Linked DNA regions of Zea mays: region 2 is linked to region 1. A link is a contact called in public Hi-C data. All regions are on one chromosome and are shown on one strand. The core of a region is the stretch at or near the end of the contact, and the rest is flanking DNA. Distances in the headings are between cores, read along the strand shown.

Region 1 (6,228 bases), core at 1,336-3,835:
TGTTTATTCTAAGCATGTTTTCATTTGTGCATGGTGGTCCAACGGTGCAAGAAGTATTAACTGCAGCCTTACGCCTGTTTGGAACTGCTTTATGAACTTTGATCTGCAAACTCCATCGGCTGAGCAGTTTTATAAAAACGACCTAGAGTTTTTGGAGCACCCTTTAGATGATCTTACAACTTTACCCTTTTTTCTGAAGCAGAGTTTGTGCAACTATATCTATCTGGCTAAAAAAACGTAGAGCAGAGCTGAAAAGTATGGCTAAAAGAACGTAGAGCAGAGCCGATTAAACTCTAGATGCACATCATAGTTTGGTAGTGGAACCGCGTGTTTTGCTTTTATCAAGTTCAAGTAAAGTTCAGGTTGGCACTTCCGTACTTGCAGGTGACGGCTACTGGCTATTTCTATGTGATTGGTTGCGTGCCGTAGCAGGGCTCCTCCCATGCGTTGACTTGCTCTGTGCATACGTTCGGTTACCTGCATGCAGTTGGTTCAGCCTGCATGCACATGTGCAACTGGCGTATTTACGGTTGCATGCGTGGATACGGGACAAAGTTGTGTATCCGCTGGGTCAGGCTCAAGGGAGCCCGCCTATACAGATACATGTATCCAATCACACGATTTATGAACAAACATATCGGGGTACCGGGCGAAGCCGCCAAAGGCGTATGACCGGCGTTGGTTTTGTCCTCCCTCTCTCTCTCCGGTCCTTCAGGTGCTTAACCAAATAGCTGGTAGGCTGTGAGCATGTGAGCTAATTAGATCTAGGACGGTCATACGTACCTGTGTACCCTTTGCTCCAACCTCCAACTGGATGAAGAACCTGGAACGCACCATGCCAAGACACAGACACAGACACCCTGGAATTGAGAGCTTTGGATTGGATCATCGGATGCCATCAGACAGTGAGCGCAGGTGAAATTCTCTGAAACCGAGACCTCGTGGCAGGGCCCCGGTAGAGCGCGCTTCGGGGATCGTTCCAGGGTTTTCATGAGTCCCGAGGTAGAGTAAAATATGGCTGGCTCCTCTGACGGGAAAGATATTTGATATTTCTGCCTGCCACGGCCAGTGATCTCTTCCCGCTTGCCTTGCCCGGCCGTGAAAAGCCCGGCGTCTCTTTTTACTGTATGCGGCCGAAAAATGATTCTCAAGGAGCTAGATTACAAATTCCCGTCATCAACCCACACCAAGAGATTTGTGAGATTCTGCACAAAAATCTAGTAATGCAAGATCTAGAAACTGTTTGGCTAAAAATAATGGATTCTAAGATGTGATTTCAAAGATGAGCTACGAACCTTAGACTCGCGCGGAAGTCGAACAAATATGGCCACTGCAGACTGCACTGCTTCCCTTTGTGCACTGCAGAGTAGCCGAAGGCCCGAAGCGCGGTGCAGATTACTACTCCGCACGGCAGAGTGCACACGCCCGGCGTTTGGCGTGACCTGACCTGTGTTGTGTATCGGACACGTACACATTCGCCGGTGCCATGGCCCATGGCGCTCCTCCCGGCCAGCCAATCCTCGCACAGGACGTCAGGACAGGAGTCATAAAGCGAGCTAGAGGCCTAGAGCTCGCGGTGTGGCTGAACAGTGGGTCTGTGGGTGGCCGGGGCCCGGGCCCGGGGTCCGGATACTCCGCATGATTAAGCAATAAGCACACAGAGCAGTGTCGCGTTGCACGGTAGGAGAAGAAGCCATGCATGCTCTGCAACAACGCCCTCGCCTGTCAAGACTCGAGACCCGGTTTTGGATACCTTTCCTGGGGTAAGAAACGTGTATATATATATATATATATATATTTTTTGGTCAGAGTATGTTAATCTTTTTAAAACTTAACTGGCTGTATAGACATTACTATATAGAGAGAGATTTATTATCATTAATTTGAACATAGACATAAAATTAAAGGCTAAAACGACTAATATTTGGGATAGAGCGAGTATCAATATTTGTATACTTATTTAGATTGAAACACAATTTTTAGGCTAATCATATTTACTTAATAACATATTAGCTGTTGATACCTTTTTATAGATTTAAAAAATTGAATTATTCGATTCTTTAGAAAATGATAATTGTATTTCTTTAGGATAGAGCGTGTCTGGCGCTCTGAAAATTCTGAACTAGCCTCACGTGGAGGAGCGCTTCCAGCCTTCCAAGAACCAACAAATCATAAAGCCGGAGGGGTGAAAACCGCCTTCGGGTGAAATGGGCCTGGTTAACGCGCGAGCTAAATCTAATAAACCGTGCCATACTGTATGCTCGCAACGGCGGGATGCGCGTAATAAGTGGCAAGAGTACTCGCTCTCCTACGAGTCTCTGACCCAGAGAAGAAAGGAACAAGCCCATGCACCAGGCGTCTTCGTCTCTCCCCCCTGCGTAGCGTGCGTAATGGCATATCGTCCTGTTCCTTCCTCGGGCGTCGCCGGCCGCCGTTTGCGCCCGGTCTGATCACCGTTCGTTTCTCTCCTCCAGCGAGGAGAGGATAGTCCAAACCGAAAGCAGCCAAACGGTGAGGAGGGAGAGACCGCGAGAGCGAGAGAATATAAAAAGGAGTGGGCTTTCTTTCGATCGCTGCGCTGCGTCCCAGGCAGTCCTCCGAGCAGTGCTAGTCCACCTTGCTAGCTCGCCCGCTCGTCGCGCTCCCTCGATCAGATCTAATCATTATTTAATCCTTTTTTTTTCCAGTCTCACATGAGCACTCCCCACTCGTCCTCCACCTCCTCCGTCCCACCACACCGCGCCTCCCCTCCCCAGATCCCCCAATCCCTAACCCTAGCACCCACGGCGTCCTCCGCCTCGCCCTCCTCCTCCTCCGCGTCCGGTATGCGGGACGCGGCGGAGGACGACTCCGACTCGCCGCCGTCGCAGATGTCGGAGGACGACCCCGGCGGAGGGGGCGGGGACCGGTGGGAGCCGGATCTGCGGGGCGGCAACGGCGGCGGCGGCGGCGGCGGGAGGTGGGCTCCGCCGGACCAGGTGCTGGAGAACGTGCTCGAGACCGTGCTCGAGTTCCTCACCGCCGCGCGGGACCGCAACGCCGCCTCGCTCGTCTGCCGCTCCTGGTACCGCGCCGAGGCGCAGACGCGCCGCGAGCTCTTCATCGGCAACTGCTACGCCGTCTCGCCGCGCCGCGCCGTCGAGCGCTTCGGCGGCCTGCGCGCCGTCGTGCTCAAGGGCAAGCCCCGCTTCGCGGACTTCAGCCTCGTGCCCTACGGCTGGGGCGCCTACGTCTCCCCCTGGGTGGCCGCGCTCGGCCCCGCCTACCCGCGGCTCCAGCGCATCTGCCTCAAGCGGATGGCCGTATCCGACGACGACCTCGCGCTCGTCGCCAGCTCCTTCCCCTTCCTCAGGGACCTCTCGCTCGTGTGCTGCGATGGCTTCAGCACGCTCGGTCTCGCCGTCATCGCCGAGCGCTGCCGGTATGTCGCCCTACCACTCACCTTTTCTATGCTTCGCTGCACACGGGCTGTGAATCTAAGCGGCCCTGCGGTATCCAGAGGAAGAGGAGTATTTTACCTGCTTTCCTTACTTTCGGAGGGTATCGTACTGTGCATTTTGTTCAATCCTAGCTGCACCACGCAATTCCGCCTTATTTAATGTGCGCGCCTAGCCTTTTTACGCTTTTCAGTATAATTGGTCCGGCCGTGCCATGGATCAGAATCTGATCTCGCCGACCTTTTATGGTCGTATTGGTTGGTTTCTTTCTGATCGCTACACGTCGTGTTTTGAAAATTACCAGTAAATCGATTATTTATTGTGCTCGACTTTCTAATCATCAGATAGTGACACCTGCTACTGTCACAGCCGATTCTTGCCATGGGAAGTCCGCGAAGTTCTACTGCCAAACTTTGATCCTATTACCCCGTTTAGGTCCTTGGCAGAACAGTCTCGTTAATTAATTGGTTACACTCAGGGTTTGGGGCACTTCCAGTTGCACGCTCTTCCTTATCGGGGAATATAGGAGCACTAATAGCAGCATTTAAGTGTAATACTGGTATCTCATGCTCACGGTTGGTGTTTTTGGTTTTGTAGGCATCTTCGTGTGCTGGATCTGATCGAAGATTACGTAGAGGACGACGATGAGGAGCTGGTGGATTGGATCTCCAAGTTCCCAGAGTCCAACACCTCTCTGGAGTCGCTTGTCTTCGATTGTGTCAGCTGCCCGTTCAACTTTGAGGCCCTGGAGGCACTTGTTGCACGCTCACCGGCTTTGCGACGGCTGCGTGTGAACCACCATGTTTCAGTAGAGCAGCTGCGTCGTCTCATGGCAAGAGCACCCCAGCTTACGCACTTTGGAACTGGTGCATTCCGATCTGAGGGTGCCCCTGGTGGGGGGTTGGCTGTGACTGAGCTCGCTACATCTTTTGCTGCATCCAGGTCTCTGGTTTGTCTATCAGGTTTCCGGGAGGTTGACCCAGAATACCTCCCGGCGATCTACCCTGTCTGTGCCAACCTCACGTCACTAAACTTCAGCTTTGCAAGCCTAACCGCTGCGGAACTGAAGCCAGCTATTCGCAACTGCACGAATCTTCGCACTTTCTGGGTGGGCTGCCTTCCAGATTTTCATTGATGCATATACATTTTTTTGTGTGTGTGGACTGGCAACTAAGATACAGGCATTGATGTTTAATTACTTATTGCAGGTCCTTGATACTGTGGGTGATGAAGGCCTTCGTGCTGTGGCTGATGCATGCTCTGATCTCCGTGAGCTGAGAGTTTTTCCTTTGGATGCCTCTGAAGATTCCGAGGGTTCGGTCTCAGACGTTGGTCTTCAGGCAATCTCAGAAGGCTGCCGGAAGCTGGAATCAATCCTCTACTTTTGCCAGAGGATGACAAATGCAGCAGTAATTGATATGTCGAAGAACTGTCCTGAGCTCGTAGTGTTCCGCCTCTGCATTATGGGCCGCCACCGACCCGATCGGGACACTGGGGAGCCCATGGACGAAGGTTTCGGTGCAATCGTGATGAACTGCAAGAAACTCACCAGGCTTTCGGTCTCCGGCCTGCTCACCGATAAGGCCTTTGCGTACATCGGAAAACACGGGAAGCTAATAAAGACCCTCTCCGTCGCCTTCGCTGGGAACAGTGACATGGCCCTCCAGTATGTATTCGAGGGGTGCACCAAGCTGCAGAAGCTTGAGGTCAGAGATAGCCCTTTCAGTGACAGGGGTTTGCTCTCAGGACTGGACTACTTGTACAACATGAGGTTCTTGTGGATGAACTCGTGCAGGCTGACGATGAGGGGCTGTAGAGGTGTAGCTCAGCAGATGCAGAATCTGGTGGTCGAAGTAATCAAGGACCACTCCGAAGATGAAGGGGAGGCTGAGACCGTTGACAAGCTGTACTTGTATCGGTCACTGGCAGGGCCAAGGAATGATGCTCCGCCGTTCGTCACCCTCTTGTAGTGCTGCTGCCGCCACCGGAAGAACACAGCCCTGCTGTACCCACGAACATGTTTGTTGTATTGTTAACTTACCAAGTTTTCAGAGCAAGCGAGGGGAGCGTCCTGCGGATGATTTTCAAGGTGCTGCAGGCGAGGGGAGCGTCCCATCGTAAAATCAATCAAGTCAGAACCTGCCGATTATTCTTTTCCACACTTGATCTGGCGTGGGCGGCATCCAGAGTTGGGGCAGTTGAGGAGCACATCCAGATCCAGAGCGAGAGACATCTGATGGCCTCCTCATTCATGGCGCCAGCGCTTACAGTAATAGCAGTGATGGATGGGTAGTGTCTGATTGCACAGGAACTGACTGCACACTGATGGCTCCAGTCAGCAGGCTTGGGGGACGGTTCTGTGGCGCTCTCAAGTCTCCAGCTACTTGTGCTTTGTGCCATCTCCCGTTCCATTTTTCAGATCAGACCAATGAATTGGGTGGGGCATTGCTGCCTACGTCCAAAGCTTCAGTGCTCCACCACCGGCCATTACTTGTGTTTTAGATTACTCCAAAACTCGACCACTCCGCTATTTTTTTCCCTCCCTTTTCCCCCATTGTTTTTTTAGCATTCCTGAGCTATATTTTTTTTTGTAGACCTGTAGACCATCATGCTATTTTTGAATGAAGAATCTATTGGAGGAAATTTGATCGGCTTTGCCCCCTCACCATCACCACAGCTCTGGCCGCCGCTTGTCAACACTACTGTTCCATCGCTTGCCATCATCGTACTCCTAGTCCTACTAGATATTACGAACTCGACTGCGACAGCTCTATCGCTGTCATAAACGGCC
Region 2 (6,552 bases), core at 3,964-6,463, 130 kb before region 1:
CGGCGGTAAAGCTACCCGGCCCGGCCTGGCCCCCGTCAATCGGTTCCTGTGCTGCACTGCGTCGCCCCATCTTGTGAAAAATCATTGCAGAAATTGAGAAGCGACAATGGGGACGGACTGCTGTGGCTGGCTGGAAAGAAAGGTCTGACTTGGTGGATCGTCAGGCTCGTGCAACAGTAGTAGCCTAGTAGGCTACGAGAAAGTGAGAGCAAATTCAGCTCGTAAAGAGACGTGCGACTGTTGTCCATTGAAGCGGCCGGATGGATGGGAATAGTTGGACTGGACGGCGCGGGTGTGCCGCGCCATGTCAAGTCTAGTTTGAGTATCCACCCACATGTCAGTGTAAGCTAAACTAATCTACGCATCAATCCACTTTAACACATGTGGATTGAAATCAATATTAAAAAGTACCGAAATAAAGCCTTAGGCCTTGTTCGTTTACGTCGGATTGCACCCGGAATCGTTCCAGTTAATCAAAGTTTATATAAATTAGAGAAGCAATCCGGTTAAGAAACTAATCCGACCCATCAATCCAGCACAAACGAACAAGACCTTAAGTGGATTTAATCCTTTCTAATCCCTTTTAATAGACCTCTAACCAAACAAGCATTGCATAAAGCCGCCATGACCGCCGTTCTTTTTTTTTTCCCGAAGGCTGCTGTACACTTGGACGGTGTCAGCATGTGTGGGCAGGCTAGGGCGGCAAGTGACTGAATGGCATGTAACACTAAAATCATTAGAGAAAATAAGAAACGAAGAAAAATTAGGTTAGTCAGAGATACTGTTTCACTTCCCAACGCTGGATTTCTTTGTTTGTCACGACACGAGCGCTCTGGTGCATTCGTGCCACATTACCGTTCACTCGAGTCATGACTCACCACATCGTTCAGAGTTTAGGTGTCTGGAAGACAGGAACGGAACAAAGCCGTTGGTGTGTGTTGGACGACCAGCAGGCCAGGCCGGACTCTAAAGTAATAACCCTCGAATACCGCATGGTTAGACGGGCCCAATAATCCACAACAGGGAGGCTGGCCCAGTCAAAAGTGTACCGAGTTTATAGAGGACGAGGCATGAGAAAGCCACGGATGCACAGCCCACGTACCACGGGCGGTGGCAGATGGGCCAACAGCCTCGTGGGTAGAGATGGCAATGGGGATCCGATCCCCGATTCCCCGCGGGGAATTCCTCTATTAGGGGATGGGGATGGGGAAATTTCTTCCCCCACGGGGATGTAAATACGGAAGATTTCTCCCCCGACGGGTAAACGGGGACGGGGATGGGGAAGCATTCCCCATCCCCGTTCCCCGCGGGGACCCGTTAAACTTATATATGACGATGTTTTTAGATAATAGTTAATAATATAAATAAATAATTATCTTGACAAAAGATTACTAGTTGTACAAATGTGTTCATTTTAATGTACACATAATAATTTTTACATCTAACAATATGTATAAGTGACAATGTTTTACATTAATAAAAAATGAAGTATGATCTAATTATAATTTAAGCGGGTACGGGGATCCCCGATGGGGATTTATCCCCGCGGGTAACGGGGATGGGGAAGAAATGTCCCCCGTAAACGTTCATGGGGATCCCCGCGGGGAAAATTTTTCGTCGCGGGGACGAAGATAGGGAGCTAAAACCCGACGGGGAATTCCCCGTTGCCATGCCTACTCGTGGGGCGGCGCATGCGGGATATTACTGTGATAGAGAGCCTGTTGGGCTGCCCCGCGCTGGAGCCCACCGGCTAATACGACCAGAGTTTGCAGTGACCAAAGCAAAAGCAGTGAATGGCGCTCAGTTCATACCTCGATGAGCAGAGTTGTTTTGATTAGGGCGTCTGGGAGGGCTCTCAAATTAGCTCCGGCTCTGACTCTTCGAGGAGCCCTTCCAAACGGTTTAAAAAAATAACCCTCAACAAAGAGCACTGAGGGTGAAGCTATTTTTATAGAAAGAAACCGGAGCCAAAAAATAGCTCCCAACGGCTCCTCTCGCGTTAACGTTAAGAGAAGCCGTTTTGTTAAAAAACACTTGATCCTATAGAAATGATGTTCTTAAGAGAAACCAGAGTCGGAGTCATTTTAGAGGAGACGGAGCCGTGTCAAACAGGCCCTTAGTCTGACCAGAGCAGCACACCACTAGGCCAATACGCTTGCAATTTACCTGGATTAGGTATTTAGGTTGCTTGCTGGCAGAGCCCTCGAAACTGGACTTCGGTGCCTTCCTTTATCCATAAAACCAGAAAGGGATCGCAGTGACTTTGAAAAATCGAGCGCCGCTCTTCATGGAGCAAAGTGGAGTATTCGCGAGGTATGCTTTACGCTACAAAGCAGGGAAGAAGCCAAAACAACGGTATGCACTTATCATAGCATTGCTGCTTTAGACCGGCACGGATGTAGTGTGTAGAATGGTCAATCATGAACGATGAGTTAAGTTTACCTTCTACAAAGTGTTTTTGTTGTAAATAATATAACGTCACTCAATCGAAGAGTTAGAATCTCAAGCTGGTTTTTCGAAGTATCTACTTTGGCATGGTATATATTTTTACAGTACCTTAAATCTTGCTTTCAACATACTCTTCTATATGATAAAAATAGATTGATGTTTGACAACTGTTTTAAAAGAGATAAGGTAGGGTCATGTCCATTAACCAAACAGCTTACAGCATTTTATTGGCATAACTCCCTCCCTCTCGTAAAGGGTTTCATTCTCGGCTGACGAGAAGTCAAATGTTTTTAGTTTTAGCTAAATATATGTAAAAATATATTAATAATTTTGATTCTTTGTAACATTCTGTCCAATCACTGGACGGGTGGTACTTAGTCCTGCCAGCTCTCTAGGATCATATACCATAATTTGTCCTTCAAATGCGCACCCGAGAAAAACTTCCCGGTCGGTCATCCATTCCAAATTGCTCGAAGTCAATCACGCTTAACTTAGAGGTTCTTTCGAACTAAACTTCCGAAAAAGAAGATACACCATATTAGTATGGATACTCTATTAATTATATTAAGCCTTGGATCAGGACATCATCACCTAGGGGTCAGGATATCACATTCTTACTCCCTCCGTTTTTTATTTATCGCGTTCTAGTTCAAAAATAAACTAGCGGACGACAAATATTGTAGGACGGAGGTAGTAATTAGTACCATTGGATGAATCGGTAGATATACTTTTTTTAACAAACTTATTTGGACGTACATATGTTAGTAATAATTTCTATAAAGCTAATCAATTTTATAAAATGTTTGATCAGTTTTTTTATATCTTATAGCATCTCTAAGATTTTTTTCTTCTAAATTTTACTCTCTAAATTATCATTTGGAGAGTCATTTGCATAAAAATCGTCGATGATGATGATGCAAGCTGAAATTATTGCTTGTTACAACACAACAAGCTAGGCTATTTGGCTTAAAAATTTTGTGGTGGGCCTTAAATTTGTAGACACCATTTCAAAACCACTTACTTTTAGGATATTAGGTTGTGAATTGTGATACTATTTTCTGGTAACGAAAAATTAACTAAGGGGTCAAAACATTTAGACCTCAAGTATTATGTTGTGAAGGATAGAACTCAGAATCATACTATTAAATTTGAGGACATAGGTACTAAGTTGATGTTTATATAGCAACTTACTAAAGGCTTACCATATAACCTTTCTATACAACATCCATTAAGCATGGGCTTAGTGGAGAGTATATAATTATGGGTAATAGGGCCATATAAATAACTCCTAATAAGTATATCTGGTAGCGTTCGGTTTGAAGCGCCTCACTGCGCGGCCAGTATTAGGACTTGTTCGGTTAGAAATGGATTGATGGGCATTGGACCTATATATACAAATTTAAGTAGGAGAAGGTTTAATTCCTTCGATCCATCTTAATCCGAACAAGCCCTTACTATTTAAAATGACCCTCTCAATCCTCTCCATTACACTTGCTCCTAGTGCTTGTTTGGGAGAAGATGATTGAGAGGAGTAGAGGACTAGAATCCCTCAATAATGAGGGATTATGCTCAATACTCTTCATTACTTTACACCTTTGGATGTTATAGTATACATATAGGTTGAGGGGGATTAGAATGTAAATTGTAATTTATACGCCGAGTATTCAAACATAGTCTAAGATGTTGGAAGGTTTAGGAAGATCCGTCCCCGTCCAGGTGAGTGCCGGTAGCGTCCAGAACCAGAAGGTCACCGCTACCCGACAACTCGTTCTTCACCCGCAGAGGATATTGCATCAACTCGTCCTCCGGTGGTAAATTATTGAAGTCATCTGCTACACCTACGAATATTGCATCATCACCAGAGGCTGCTATGGCTGCACACAACTCTGGCCTGACATCAAGAACTTCGGCATTATGTATAGGTTATGATCATGCGTTAGATTAAGTTTTATTTCAAGGGTCTTCTCATGTCCTCGGCATACATGAACATGGAAAGCATGCACCTTGAGCGATCGACATACAAGTGTGAAGTCATTGTCAAAAGATTAGGTAGCTTAACCCAACCGATCTCCATGTGAAGAAGAGAAATCAGATGCCACCCCGCCAGCACCGGACACAATCAGATTCACCTCACTTTGGCCTACACTATATATCATATGAAAAGATATGGCACCTAAAAAACCAAATGCATGGACCGACGCAAAGCGATAATGCATGGGTGCGTTTCCGATGCATATCTCCCTTGGTCGTCCGCGAATCTGTAAATAAAATATGTGGAGTTTCATCAGAGCCACCCGTTCGAGATCGAATGTTTGGGACTAGTTTTGCGAGAGAATAATCTGTGTAGGCGAAAAAGACACTGCATAGCTTAGTGTGGAGTAAGATTTACTCAAGGGGTTGATCAGTTAAGCTGCTGGTGGCAGGGAAATGGATGCGACGACGACGATGAGATCATATGACGACAAAATCTATGGTCTCCCTGAACGCTGATGAACAGGCGACAGGAGATCCATCAATGCTACATAAAAGTCCTGTTTGTTATGATGGAAAACTTGTTGTTGTCGAAACTTCGTTCTCGAAACCTTGTATCATTGGTTGTTGGTGGCATGAACAGACAGATAGAGCCCCCGATCCGAACTAGCTAGCATGAACAATTAATCGCCGCTCCTATTCGTCGAAAGCGTTTCATTTCCTCATAGAGTCATAGGTAAAGCGGATCGATATATTCTTTCCCACGCAGCCGGTGGAAGCCTATTGCCCACCATACCAACCCCGCGTTGCGGTTATATAGGGCCGTATTTCCCCCGCGTCTCCGCGTCAGTGGAAGCGATCGACACCATTCAAGCTAAAGCTGCTTTCTTGGGAAACGCTTGATCGCAACAGCTCGATCAATGGCTTCTTCCTGGGGTTCTCGGTTGCCGCTCGCAGTAGTGCTGCTGCTCGTGGCCTGCTTCTCCTCCACGGCAGCCGCCACAAGCTACACCGTCGGCGACGGGTCCGGCTGGACAACCGGCGTCGACTACACATCTTGGGCCGCCTCCAAAAACTTCAAAGTCGGGGACAATCTCGGTACGTATATGCGTGCTGTCGTCTTGCTTCATGCATGTGCATGCATACGCAGGCACATGTCGTCACGCACGCGTTCTGGTTTCGTCCTTTGGCTCACGCGATCGAGTTTAATTTGTTTGTCCGATATGTGGGTCGCAGTGTTCAACTACGCGAAAGGGCTGCACACGGTGGTGGAGGTGAGCGCGGCCGAGTACATGGCGTGCACGGCCGCCAACCCGCTGGGCTCCGACAGCAGCGGCGCGACCACCGTGGCCCTCAGGACGCCAGGCACCCACTACTTCGTGTGCAGCATCACGGGGCACTGCGGCGCCGGGATGAAGCTGGCGGTGACCGTCGGCGGCTCCAACTCCCCTGCTGCCACGCCGCGGACGTCGTCCCCGACCCCTACCACGCCGTACACGACGCCGGCCACCACCACGCCGTACACGACGCCGACGTGCTCTGGCGGCGGCGGCACCACGGCGACCCCGGGCATGACTCCGTTCACGTCATACCCCAGCGCGGCCGGCCTTGGGTCGGCGGCGTTGGCTGGATTTAGTCTGGTTTGGTGTGTGGGCGTCCGGCTAGCGCTGCTCTAGGCAAAGGGCGGCCATGGACCGTGGTCGACCAGGGTATGTAACAGTGTAACGTATGTGTTTGTTCTTTGGTCCGGATCGAGCTAGCTGGGGTATAGTATACTTGCCAAGCTGGTGACTGGTGTCTCGACTCCACTCTAAATCGCCGTGCAACCAAACCGTGCAAATCACTTTCCTTGAACCAGTCGAATTGCCCCGCATGTGCAAACCAAACAGGCAGTAAATTAGGCAGAGGGAAGCCCACGTGTGAGATTAATTTAGCCCATCTGCACATAAATTAGGCCTATGAAGGCCCATGTCATATTAGCAGGTTTCGTGGCATTCGCGGGCGCGGCTGAGCCGTGTAATCGAGCCGAGCTGAAGCTGATGACTCCGACACCGGGAGCTTCCGTTAGGCGGGCGTCTGCGCAGTGACGTCTGGGACAGCGGCTTCCGTTAAGCGGCCGTCTGCGCATTGACG

What was found. A called contact is a pair of places that touch in the nucleus more often than the background predicts.
Region 2: a contact with region 1 is called in a Hi-C map of leaf, with 4 times the contacts expected there. The contact joins the promoter of LOC100382230 here to the promoter of LOC100381660 in region 1. A contact is called at or near these places in 3 of 25 Hi-C or Micro-C datasets (all in leaf).

What each region holds. Positions count from the first base shown.
Region 1 is chr4:184,607,065-184,613,292 of Zm-B73-REFERENCE-NAM-5.0, reverse strand. It overlaps LOC100381660 (F-box protein FBX14), which reads left to right and starts at 2,585. Exons shown (of 3, transcript NM_001318232.1): 1 at 2,585-3,421; 2 at 4,035-4,545; 3 at 4,646-6,077. The coding sequence starts at 2,694. The coding sequence ends at 5,407.
Region 2 is chr4:184,738,536-184,745,087 of Zm-B73-REFERENCE-NAM-5.0, reverse strand. LOC100382230 (Cupredoxin superfamily protein) reads left to right here and starts at 5,213. Exons shown (of 2, transcript NM_001174985.1): 1 at 5,213-5,517; 2 at 5,656-6,302. The coding sequence starts at 5,340. The coding sequence ends at 6,095.